3 separate regions of the Sus scrofa genome follow, and regions 1 and 2 are each linked to region 3. Evidence: chromatin contacts called from public Hi-C and HiChIP or PLAC-seq data. All regions are on one chromosome and are shown on one strand. Each heading gives the region's core, a stretch centred on a gene start, on an enhancer-like site or on the middle of the called end of the contact. The rest is flanking DNA. Distances are from core to core; before and after follow the strand shown.

The links. A called contact is a pair of places that touch in the nucleus more often than the background predicts. HiChIP or PLAC-seq counts read pairs in DNA pulled down with a chosen protein or histone mark.
Region 1: a contact with region 3 is called in an H3K27ac HiChIP or PLAC-seq map of skeletal muscle. The contact joins two enhancer-like sites. A contact is called at or near these places in 2 of 2 datasets of contacts at active chromatin or transcription factors (alveolar macrophages and skeletal muscle).
Region 2: a Hi-C map of skeletal muscle shows a contact between it and region 3, with 5 times the contacts expected there. The contact joins two enhancer-like sites. A contact is called at or near these places in 1 of 47 Hi-C or Micro-C datasets (skeletal muscle) and 1 of 2 datasets of contacts at active chromatin or transcription factors (skeletal muscle).

What each region holds. Positions count from the first base shown.
Region 1 is chr8:130,826,877-130,830,893 of Sscrofa11.1, forward strand. No RefSeq gene overlaps it. Among named protein-coding and RNA genes, the nearest start is that of ABCG2, 25 kb to the right of the region's middle. Within about 2 kb of position 2,700, at least 11 of the 83 cell types and tissues checked have an H3K27ac peak or open chromatin away from gene starts, as enhancers often do. A contact at or near this core is called in skeletal muscle, where this site is marked.
Region 2 is chr8:130,804,837-130,808,794 of Sscrofa11.1, forward strand. No RefSeq gene overlaps it. Among named protein-coding and RNA genes, the nearest start is that of ABCG2, 47 kb to the right of the region's middle. Within about 2 kb of position 2,260, at least 12 of the 83 cell types and tissues checked have an H3K27ac peak or open chromatin away from gene starts, as enhancers often do. A contact at or near this core is called in skeletal muscle, where this site is marked.
Region 3 is chr8:131,012,677-131,016,910 of Sscrofa11.1, forward strand. It overlaps PKD2 (polycystin 2, transient receptor potential cation channel), which reads right to left. Exons shown (of 15, transcript NM_001245979.1): 10 at 4,007-4,105; 11 at 368-489; 12 at 11-128. Among named protein-coding and RNA genes, the nearest start is that of PKD2, 44 kb to the right of the region's middle. Within about 2 kb of position 2,490, at least 36 of the 83 cell types and tissues checked have an H3K27ac peak or open chromatin away from gene starts, as enhancers often do. A contact at or near this core is called in skeletal muscle, where this site is marked.

The DNA of each region.
Region 1 (4,017 bases), core at 1,450-3,949, 190 kb before region 3:
TTCTCAAAGCCCTCCACTGGTTTTCTACATCCAAATACATGCTCAAGAGTTCCCATTGTGGTTCAGTGGGTTAAAAATGTGACTAGTATCCGTGAGGATTCGGGTTTGATCCCTGGCCTTGCTCAGTGGGTTAAGTATCTGGCATTGCCTTGATCTGTGGCATAGGTCAAAGATGTGGCTCAGATCCCCTGTTGCTGTGACTGTGGCACAGGCCAGCAGCTGCAGCTCTGATTCAACCCCTTACACGGGAACTTCCATATGCTGAAAGTATGGCCATAAAAAGAAAAACAAACAAACAAAAGCTCAAAGCATCAACGAACCCTATACCATCTGCCTCTGCATTTACCTCCCAGTCTCCTCCATGTCTCCCTCTCATTACTGATACCTTAGCTCGATTACCTTGCTGCGCCCTGAAGATGCCAAGCACTTCCAAACTCAGAGATTTGGCCTACTGCTCCCTCTGTAGCACTACTGTGATCTCAGTCTACTCATTACAGTTAAGTTTAGTTGTAAGACCGTGATATAAAACAGGATGGGTGTTTATCTCTCTTGTTCAAGAAACCCAGAGGTAGACATTCCAGAGACAGTGTAGTAATTCCAGGGTTTCAGGAACTCTCATTCCTTCTATGTTGTTGCTTTGCCACATGTAGCTTCTATGCTCAGTCATCTCGTGCTCCAAAATAGTGATGGGAACTCCAGTCATGTTTGGATTCCAGCCAACAGGAAAGAGGAAGAGAGAAAGAACACTCTATGTTTCTATAAATGTTGGGTAAAGGAGGAAATGGAACATCTGATTTTTTAAAAAATGGTTTTTTGAAGATAAACGTTTGCTGTCTAAGTAAAATCCCATCTACCTTCATGGGAGCCTCAGGGAATGATAACAAAGTGCTACTTTAAACCAAATGTATTTCTAAACATCCTACTAGTAAAAATGTAGTTAAGCTTAATCTTTTTGTAACACCTGTTGCCCAGGAGAATTAGATTTTTTTTTTTTTTTTTTGCTTTTGCTTTTTTAGGGTCACACCTGCGGCATATGGAATTTCCCAGGCTAGGGGTTGAATAGCTGCCGGCTTACACCACAGCCAAAGCCACACCAGATCCCAGATGCAACTGGGACCTACACCACAGCTCACAGCAATGCCAGATCCTTAACCCACTGAGTGAGGCCAGGGATTGAACCTGTGTGCGTCCTCATGAATACTAGCTGGGTTCATAACATGCTGAGCCGTGATGGGAAATCCCTAGATTTTTTTTTTCTTCACACCAGAAACAGTTAAATTTTTTTTTAAATAAATGCACATGGAGTTCCCGTCGTGGCACAGTGGTTAGCAAATCCGACTAGGAACCATGAGGTTGCAGGTTCGGTCCCTGCCCTTGCTCAGTGGGTTGACGATCCGGCGTTGCCGTAAGCTGTGGTGTAGGTCGCAGACGCGGGCTCGGATCCAGCATTGCTGTGGCTCTGGCATAGGCTGGTGGCTGTAGCTCTGATTCGACCCCTAGCCTGGGAACCTCCATATGCCGCGGGAGCAGCCCAAGAAATAGCAAAAAGACAAAAATAAAAAAAAATAAAAATAAAATAAATGCACAACTCCAATATATTAAAATATATTTATTAATATTTATATATTAAAATGTACACATTTACTATTAGGAAGTCAGTCAATAAAAACAGTATTTTTGATGAGCACAGAAATATTGTGAGAAGGGTTTATTATAGTTGCAGAAAGCCTCTGAAATAAATTTATTTCTGCATTTGGTCATACAGTATTGAGAAAAATCTGATTCAGATGAGTAGTTGGAGATAGTTCAGGTTTTTGTATTGTTTTGTTCATCTTACAATTTTATGATTTTTCTCTGATTAAACAGAGATGACAAGAGAAGATTTATTCTGAGATACATATAAAAATGACCCAAGTTGGAGTTCCCTTTGTGTCTCAGTGGTTAATGAAGATGCGGGTTTGATCCCTGGCCTCGCTCAGTGCGTTAAGGATCTGGCGTTGCTGTGGCTGTGGAGTAGGCTGGCGGCTACAGCTCTGATTTGATCCCTAGCCTGGGAACTTCCATGTGCCTCAGGTGGGGCCCTAAAAAAGCAAAAATTAAAAAAAAAAGAAAAAGAAAATAAATTACAGTGACCCAAGTTAACACATAGGCTTCCAGTGTGATGTATGAGAGGGCACACTACCTATAATTTTATGCAGTTTCTTAAAAGTCTTAAATGAATAGATATGTGCATATGTATGTGTGTATACACACACACATATATTTTGTTTATTGGCTTTAAACTACTTTAAAATTGCTTCCTTGAAAATTATATACCATACATTTTAAGTGTACAAGTCAATGAATTTTAGTAAATTTGTAGAGTTGTGTACCCCTTTTCTACCACCTCAGATAGCTCACAGTAAATGTTTGCTTACTGGTACCAGGTGCAGAGCCTGGGCCTTCTCTCCTGTATTTCCCGACCTTCCAGCTGGGAGGAGTGGATGGTCTGGAAGCCAGTGTGCCAGTGTCTGTACAAAAAGACCTGCGATCTCTGTTCCTGCAAATAGAAGTCTGAATATAGCTATAAAACTCATGATAAAACGGTGATTTTGTCATTAAGAGGCCTGTGGGCCGACTGGTTTGTGTGCTGTGTAGTCCTGCACAGTCCGTACTGACGTGCGCGCTGTGTGTGGAACTGGAATGTGCGGTGGTATCAGAGGACAGCTCTTCTGACGTCCAGAGGTCTCACTGCGGAGTGCCGTCTTGTGGAGGGGCCAGCTGCAGATGACATTCTCTGTGGCCTTGGATGCCTCCCAGAAGGCACATTTACAACACCCCACAAAACGGAGGCCACGCTTGCCAGATGATGACACTGGACGTTATGTGAGCGGGTTCACTACTGCGTGTAGCCGGAGAACTGCTGTCTTTTGCAAACTGTTGTCTCTGTCTGTTTCTGAGAACTTGTAGCTCCTACAAAACTGCTATCAAAGTTGGCCTGCTTGTCCCTCAGTAAAAGTGGCAACACTACACAGGACGTTACCCCAACCTGTTTTTGGCAGATTGACTCCATGGAATTAAACCCCCCCCTCTTTTTTAAGCTGATAAGGTGACAATACTTTTTGAAAAAAAATACAGGTGAGACCTACCTAGTGGACCAAGCAGGTATGGAACAGGTCCTAGGGGAGAGAAGCAGACCTCACTGATAAAGGGGTGACAAGGGATAGTCAGATACAACGAAATGTACTAAGGTCTCTTCTTGGAATACGTTGGAAAGACGGGATAGAAAGGCTGGGTGTGGACAAAAGCCTGATGAGACTATAGAGGCTCCTTCCTTGACTAGCAAATGAGGCTGCCCTGCCAGCTTTGCTCGCACAGTTCTCTGTGGCTCACCCTACTGCTGAAACAGGAGGAGGAGCAAGAGGACCAGGTCCCCCTGCTGAGACCTGTGCGGTGTGCACTGATGCTCACATCGCCATTCAGCACCACCTCCTCTTCTTCTGTCAGGAAGCAGCAGGCCCAGGGCAGGGGTTGAGGCTCCTCCATTTCTAACTGGAACCGGAGGACTTATGCATTGGTCCAAGTATGCTGGGAACTTGATGGCACTTAAATTCGTCAAACCTGTCAGACCTAGAAAATTCCTAGAAAATTCATCAGCAAAGTCAAAAAGTTGCTTTGGATGCAGAAACAAATCTTCGAATGGATTACGGACTGATAGGAATATAAGGGTGGGCTCTTCTGAGCCAGTTACACAAGGTGCTGTAACAGATAACTGCTGAATGCACTAGAGCAAAAGTTGTGTTTTTTTTTTTTTTTTAATTCTTCTTGCTTATGTGCAGTCTTTCCTCTTTCCCACCCTGTGCACTAATCTATTTTGGACTGAATAGCTTTGCTTTCTCTGGGCATCTCATTAAATTGAGTTCTGAAATCTTCTTTGCTTGACTTCTTTTCACCTCCACCTTCTTGAAGCTCCCCCATCATATAACATGAATGATTAACTTTTATGGCCGAGTGGCACTCTGCTCTATGGATATGCTA
Region 2 (3,958 bases), core at 1,010-3,509, 210 kb before region 3:
TCAAGATGAGTTAGGAAGTCTTGCCTTCTCTTCAGTTTGGGGAATATTTTGAAAAAGATAGGTATTAAATCTTCTTTGAATGTTTGATAGAATTAATCTGCCACCTGGCCCTGGACTTTTGTCGTGGGGAGCTTTTTAAGTACTGTCCCGGTCTCTGTACTAGGGATTTGTCTGCGCCTTCATTGTCGCTTCTTGTTGCTCCGGGGTGATTGCTGCCTTGCTTCTGCCGGAGCCATTGTTCCTCGGATGGTGGGCTCTTTCCTTGCGTCCAGGATCCCTGAGACACAGGCTTTGCAGTGGGGGGAGGGGAACAGTGTAGGGGGAGCCAGGGTCCCACAGGCATCTCTGCCATGTGTGGTATAAGGTTTGGGGGCTCTGCCACCGCGGATGGAGGTGGGTCTTGGGAGCTTCAGCAGCTAGAGAAACAGGGTCACAGGTACCACTGTCACTGCTGCCCAGTTACCTGTGGCCATGGGTACCAGTGCTGTTGGGAGGCTGGAGTCACATGTGTCAGGTCCTGTCCTGCTACTCAGTTCTCTGAAGCTGTGGGCTCTGCTGCCACAATCAGAAGACGGGATTGCAGGCATGACCCTTCTGTTCCCTCAGTTATGCCTCTGTTTCCAGCCTACTCAGCTTTAGGTGTGCAAATATGTGGCATCCTCTGGTGTCCTGTTGTGTTGGGCAGAGGCACCTTTGTTGAGTCGTGGGTGTTTTATTGGTTGTAGATTGAAGGGAAGAGACAAATGTTGTTTTTCACTCTACCATGTTTCTGATGTCACTCCTACTTCTCTTTTCTTAGTTAAACAGGAAATAAGGTTACCAGCTGAGAATGACTATAGGTGAGGAGACAGAAGAAACCAGGACTTGTTGAAATAGGAAAATAGAGAAGTGAATGGGCTAGGGAAACATAGTGTGAGCTGCGAGGCACCGCTTGGGCTCCCAGCATTAAGATTTGAGATCATGGACTTCCCGTCATGGCTCAGTGGTTAACAAACCTGACTAGCATCCATGAGGTCACAGGTTTGACCCCTGGCCTTGCTCAGTGGGTTCAGGATCCAGCATTACTGTGAGCCGTGGTGTAGATTGCAGATGTGGCTTGGATCCCACATTGCTGTGGCTGTGATCTAGGCTGGTAGCTGTAGCTCCGATTCGACCCCTAGCCTGGGAACCTCCACATGCCTCGAATGTGGCCCTAAAACACACACACACACAAAAAAGATTTCTGATCATGAATTTAAAAAATCAGATATCTGATTTTTTACCATAATTGTTTTTATGTGTTTTTCTCCACCCACATTCAGCTGCAAGGATGTAGGCGCAGAGTAGGGGAGATTTGAATTTAACTAGAGATTCTGGTTTTGCCCAGCAAGTGGCAATGCAGAAGAGGGGCAAGGGAGTTGAAAGTGTTTGCAAGGGTGTTAGCATAAGAAATGATCATGGAATTTCAGCTGATATGGAGATGAAAGGAAGCAGTAGGGGACAGGGCATAGTGAACTATTAGTCAAGGTAATGGTTATAGGGCTTTGGGGCGGGGGTTGTGGGAGTTGGATTCCCAGAGGTAGCGAGGTGGAAAGATGGGAAAAGGGGGTCAGAGAGCAAGGTCCATGAGATGAGATGGGTGATGACAGCGTCTGTGGCATGAGCTGGGAGGGCATAGCTGAGGCAGAGCGAAGAACAGGAAGATCAGAGGGGAGAAGTTCAAGGTTGGCAGAAGCCAGTGGGCTGGAAAAATAACCTGTGTGTATAGTGAACTCACAAGAAGTGAGACGGGGGAGAGTTAGAGAGAGTGACAGTGTGCCAGCTACTGATAAACGGGAGAAGAGGTCCTGGAGTCCGCAGAAAGCAGCACCCATGAAGAGCAGTCGGCGATCCAGTCTGATGCCACGCGGAGATGAGGAGGCCAGTTGGTAGATGATCCACTTGGGATGTTCGCATCTTGCGGCGGTTTCTTCTCTCAGAATAAGCGACGTGAAATTCCCCAGTGGAACCTGAAGGAAGACTCTTGTTTCTAGAATGGCTTTTCGTACTCTCGTCACAAGAGGGCACCAGCCTCTGGCAAAGGATTGTTTCTGTTTTTCATCTCAAGCGGGGGCAACCGTCTTTACTTCGGAGGATGAGAGGAGCACAATTAAAAGATACTTGGAGCAATACGTTTAAGCTGGGCTCTTCCTCTGCAAACCGGGACACGAGCTCACACGCTGCCTGGCACAATAGAGCACAGCCAGGTTAATTATGATCTAGCTCTACGCCAAAGGCTCTCATTCCCTCAAATCATGACACAGAGTAGAAGGAGAAGTGACCCAGCTGGCTTTTATCTTGGAGATCAAGAAGGACTTTCTCCTCCACCCAGTTCCCTAGTGATTTGTATTGTCTATCCTGTTTTTCCCCTCAGTGCAATCCTGGTTTGACTATATCCTCAAGAGAATTGCTTTATTCCTCAGAATAAGTAATATGTCTTGGTCATTTGAAAGTGGTCTAATACTGTTCTTTGAATTCCCATAGTTCTTTTCTGCCTCTTTTATCTTCTATATTATGTGATAATTATTCCTATGCTTGTTTTATTTCTTCTTTTAGACATGATTTACACGCTGAGGAGATTAAAATACAGATAGTAAAGATGGCTGTTTTTTTTGGCGGGGGTGGGGAGTTCCTGTTGTGCCTCAGCAGGTTAGGAACCTGACCTGGTGTCCATGAGGAGCTGTGTCTGATCCCCCTCCTCACTAAGTGAGTTAAGGATCTGACGTTGCCTTGAGCTGTGATGCAGGTTGCAGATGCAGCTCAGATCTGGCGTTGCTGTGGCTGTGGCGTAGGGTGGCAGCTGCAACTGTGATTTGACCCCTAGCCTGGGAACTTCCATATGCCACAGAGGCAGGCCCCCGCTCCCCCCCCCCCCCCCCGCAAAAAAAGAAAGAAAACGGCTATTTTTTTTTCTTCTTCTAGTTTTATTGAGATATTACTGACATCTAGCACTGTATGTCTGAGGTTTACAGCATAGTGGTTTGATTTACATACATCATGAAGTGTTATGACAAAAAGTTTATCATCTCAAATGGGTACAAGATTCAGGAGTCATCTTATTATCATAAGCTCGAGTATGGTTGAAAGGGGATGGTTGTAAATAACAAAAGATGCTCCTGTCACTCAAGACATTACAAGAGTTTTAGAAGCTGTGTCAGGAACCGAGGACAAAGACCAAATATATATTTCTTACTGTATTTCACATGTCACTCTTGAAAACAGACCATCAGCTTCTAGGCACCTGGAGAATCTGAGGATGGGGGTTGGTTGCCTGAGAAACCAACCATATGATTGGAAGGTTGAACTTTCAGCCTCACCCCCCAACCTCCAGGGAGGGGAGAGGACTAGAAGTTGGGTTCATCAGCAGTGACCAAATATATAATCAATCATGCCTTACATAATGGAACCTCCATAAAACCCTCTAAATGATGGAGTTCAGAGAGTTTCAGGGTTGAACACGTCAGGGTGCTGAGAGGGTGGTGTCCCCAGAGAGGGCATGGAATTCCAAGCCACTTCTTCCATCCTGGCCCTATGTATCTCTTCTATTTGGCTGTACTTGAGTTGTATTCTTTATATTATTATTATTATTATTTTTGTCTTTTTGCCATTTCTAGGGCTGCTTCCCGCAGCATATGGAGGTTCCCAGGCTAGGAGTCGAATCGGAGCTGTAGTCACTGGCCTACGCCAGAGCCACAGCAACACGGGATCTGAGCCTTGTCCGCCACCTACACCACAGCTCACAGCAACACTGGATCCTTAACCCACTGAGCAAGGCCAGGGATTGAACCCCCAACCTCATGGTTCTTAGTCGGATTCGTTAACCACTGAGCCACGACGGGAACTCCAAGTTGTATCCTTTATAATAAACCAGAACTAGTAACTTGTTTGCCCAAGTTCTGTGAGCTGTTCTAGCAAGTTGTCCAACTGGAGGGGACCTTGG
Region 3 (4,234 bases), core at 1,240-3,739:
CTAGACCCACCCTCTCTTTTTCCAAGTCGTCTCGCATCTGCTGATGCTCACGTTCAGTCAGTTCTTGGTCTCCGTCTTGGTCATACTTTGTGAATATTGCCTCAATCTCGGCATCCGTATGGCCCTTCCTGAAATGATTGACAGGTTACAGATGAACTCACGCATGCACACGGTCCAACCCAAACATAAGACATCGACACGCTGGAGGAATGGAGGCAGGGCCAGGCCTCTTGCAATACATTCCAGAAAGACACCCCCTCTGAAAATCAAGTGTCTCTATGGGTACCTGGGCCAGGACAGACTTTTCACCAGGGATTTATCTTTATATAAAGAATTTCCCGGGGCCGTAGGACGAGTGGGGTCTTACCCTTTGAGATCTTGTCGAAGCTCATCGAAATTTAACTTGCCGCCCCCTTGACGCAGACTCTCTGAAATGTCATCCACGGTGTTTTTTTTCAGTTTTAGCTTGACCAAGGCTTTATGGTAGCCCTGGGGAAGAAAAGCCATCATTGAATCTGTCCTCCTTTTGCATCTGCGCTGCCTTCTACCTACAGAGGTAACTACTGCAAAGCCAGTGACCAGAACAGTGCCTGACATACGTGGGCCACTCAACAAGCATGTGTTGGATGAATGATGAAGGCATCCTGTGTTTTCCAGGAAGCTCCCGAGAGGGAATTATATGGGAAGAGTTAAGGTCTTTCAGTAAATCAAGAAGACCTAGGGACCTCTGGCTTATATTCAAGCTCGGCTTACAGGACTGAAAAAGCACAAATGTGTTCCATGGCTGTCTGCCTCTGGCTACGCAGGAATGTGCCAGAGTTCTTGAGAAAACAGAAACGGATTAATTATTTTCCATACATCTCATAGCTGGAATTCCTTACGTATGTCACGTGCATAAAAGAATTTCAGGAGTTCCTGTCGTGGCTTGGTGGTTAACGAATCTGACTAGGAACCATGAGGTTGCGGGTTTGGTCCCTGTCCTTGCTCAGTGGGTTGGGGATCTGGTGTTGCCGTGAGCTGCGGTGTAGGTTGCAGACGCGGCTCGGATCCCGTGTTGCTGTGGCTCTGGCGTAGACCGGCGGCTACAGCTCCGATTCAACCCCTAGCCTGGGAACCTCCATATGCCGCGGGAACGGCCCTAGAAATAGCAAAAAGACAAAAAAAAAAAAAAAAAAAAGAATTTCAGTGACACAGAGATGAGTACTGTTCACTAATGGACTAGAGGCAGAGCCTATTATGCCTGGTGGCACGGGGCTGTACAAATGACAACTGTGTGACGCGATGTTGATAATCAAAGGAAAAAATTACCACTGGCCTATGAACTTTAAAACTTTCTGTTAAAAATTAAAAATTCCCTTAGGGTTGGTTATAAATTTACAGGGAATTGTTTTTTTTTTTTCTTTTTTGGCCACACTCAGGGCATATGAAAGTTTCCCGGCCAGGGACTGAATCCAAAGCTTCAGCTGTGACCTAGGCCACAGCTGTGCCAACGCCGGATCCTTAATCCACTGTGCCACACAGTGGAGACTCTGGCAATTTTTAAAATATTAAGATGAAAATTGAAATTTTAAATAGTAGAAACATTCAAAATTAAAGTTTCACTTCTTTGTAAAAAACTTAACCAGAGTAGTTTGAAGAGTGCTTGCTTTCTTCTTCTTGTATAATTTATGATAGAGAGTGGGCATCTTTTCTATTTCATAATCCTTTTTGTTTGTTTGTTTTAAGGGCCACGCTTGAGGCATTTGGAGGTTCCCAAGCTAGGGGTCGAATCGGACCTGTAGCTGCTGGCCAGATCCGAGCCACATCTGCGACCCACACCACAGCTCAGGGTAACGCCGGAGCCTCAACCCACTGAGCGAGGCCAGGGATCGAACCTGCAACCTCAAGGATCCTAGTCAGATTCGTTTCTGCTGCGCCACGACGGGAACTCCCTCATAATCCTTTCTTAATCTGGATCAGCTTCCAACATTTTATCCCTGGCACTTTCAAAGTGGTGAAATGTCACTAAGTTCCTTTGATGTGAAGTTTGTGGCCAGTGTCATTCTCTCTGAGAGCTCTTCATCCTATGTGTCACAATCACGTTCCTCGTTTATGGTAAATTTGCTTCCCTGGGTTCGTCTGGCTGCCGTCTAACTCTGGAATGCTGGCGGGGTCCCCACTCCCACAGCCAGCTACAGAGTCAATAAATGCATTACACTCATTTCGAATTTCTCTTCCGATGTCATCATTCTTGGTTCCTTTGCCAAACTTTCTTCTTTCCTGGCCTATTGTCTCTTTTAATTTTGGGTGTTTGTAAAATGCCACTTGGGTTTATCACGGGGAGATGAGGTGTCTGAACACAGCTGCGCTCTGTGTGGAAACTGACTGGCAGATGCGCAGTGACCAAGCCTTGACTTGGAAGAAGTGACGCGATCAGCCAGTGGTTATGCTGCACACCTGTTATTTATGTAACGATCTGTAGCGATAGGAGTGAGGTCTGCCCTTCGTGCTATTAGTCACAGGCAATAGACTGCGGTAACCGAAGGTGACCTTTGTACTTTGTTATCCCTCAACAGCCAAGATACTGTGATAACCGAAACATGACCTGTGTTGAGAGGCTGGTGTTATTTCACTGAAATAACTGGAGTTTGGACACATTGGAAGCAAAGTGCAAAGTGAGGGCTGCTTGTAGACACCCTGGGGATTTGCTAGAATGTAATCACCTGTTACGCAACGCTCAGGATAACATAAACGCTAGGTCCTGTGCAAGGGACTTTGTTCTCCAAAGTGGACGTTCTCTGTCACAACCTGATTCACAGACAACATTGTCCGATGGTTTGAACCAAATAGAAAAATATTACGGTCAAGGAGCCACACCGTATCTTCAGCAGAATGATGTTTAAAGAACAAGCTGTGTACTTCAGATGCAGTTATTTGTTGTTGCTTGAATTTTAGACGTCAGACCAAAGAGAGAAGTCACATTGCGAAGAACAAAGTTGGGCAGCTTTCCTGTCCTGCCCTTCCACCGAACAATCAAACACTTCCTGAGAAGGGGCGTAAGTGAAAGTTCTCAGGCTCTTAGGCTGTGGACTTGCTCCAGGGACTTTTCCTTTGGCTATTTTAAAACGTCCCTGGTAAGTCCGGGGTAAGGAGGGAACCACAACATATTTGCCTCTAAAACTTTTTTTCCTTTTAATTAACTAATTCATTAATTAATTCACTTGGCTGTGGCGTGCAGTAGCTTGATGTGGGATCTCAGCTGCTAGACCAGGGATCAAATCCAAGCTACAGTGGGGACAGCACCGAGTGCTAACCACTGGACCACCAGGGATCGCCCCACCCCCTTTTTTAAAAATTGCAATTGATATAGAAGAAGTGGAAATGTCTTTATATAATCTTCCCTTCCCATTTATTCTTTTTTTTTTTTTTTTTTTTTTTTTTGCATTTCAGGGCCGCACCCGTGGCATATGGAGTTTCCCAGGCTAGGGGTCGAATCGGAGCTACTACGGCTGCTGGCCTGCACCGCGGGCACAGCAACACAGGATCCAAGCTGCATCTGAGACCTACACCACAGCTCACGGCAACGCGGGATCCTTAACCCACTGAGCGAGGCCAGGGATCGAACCCACAATCTCATCGTTCCTAGTTGGATTCGTTTCTGCTGCGCCATGACAAGAACTTCCTATTCCCGTTTATTCTGAACTCTGGATCTGGAAGTGAAAACCAACTAGAGGAGGTGTCAAAATAAACAAAGGGGATGAAACCAGCAGCTCAGCTCTTCAGGGGCAAAAGAGATTATGGAAAATTGAATTCTAGGGCATGAAAGGAGTCCCAGAATTTAAGTCCAAGCTAGCAGTATATCCAAGTAGCTCCAAGGGACAGAATATGTAAATTATTCCTGGAACATAGCAATCTACTCCTCATTTTAAACAGTGTCAATGGATCCATGTTGATTTGGCCATCTGGTTGCAACATGCTCATTTTATGCAGAAAATAAAGCAATTCTGAGAATTAGGGCTTGTCATACCTTTCTGATAAGATCTGAGAGTTCCATTTCAGCTTTCTGCTGGGCCAAATCAGATTTAACTTCAGAGTAAGTATCATTGATGATGGCCAAAAACATATTCTGTTTGTAAATCAAAGAATGTAAAGATTAAAGAAGAAACCTCAATGTATTTTGTAAACACCAATCCAAAGTTTGACACACATCTAAATTTTTCCCAAGTGAAATGTTAAAAGAAGTCATCAATTAATA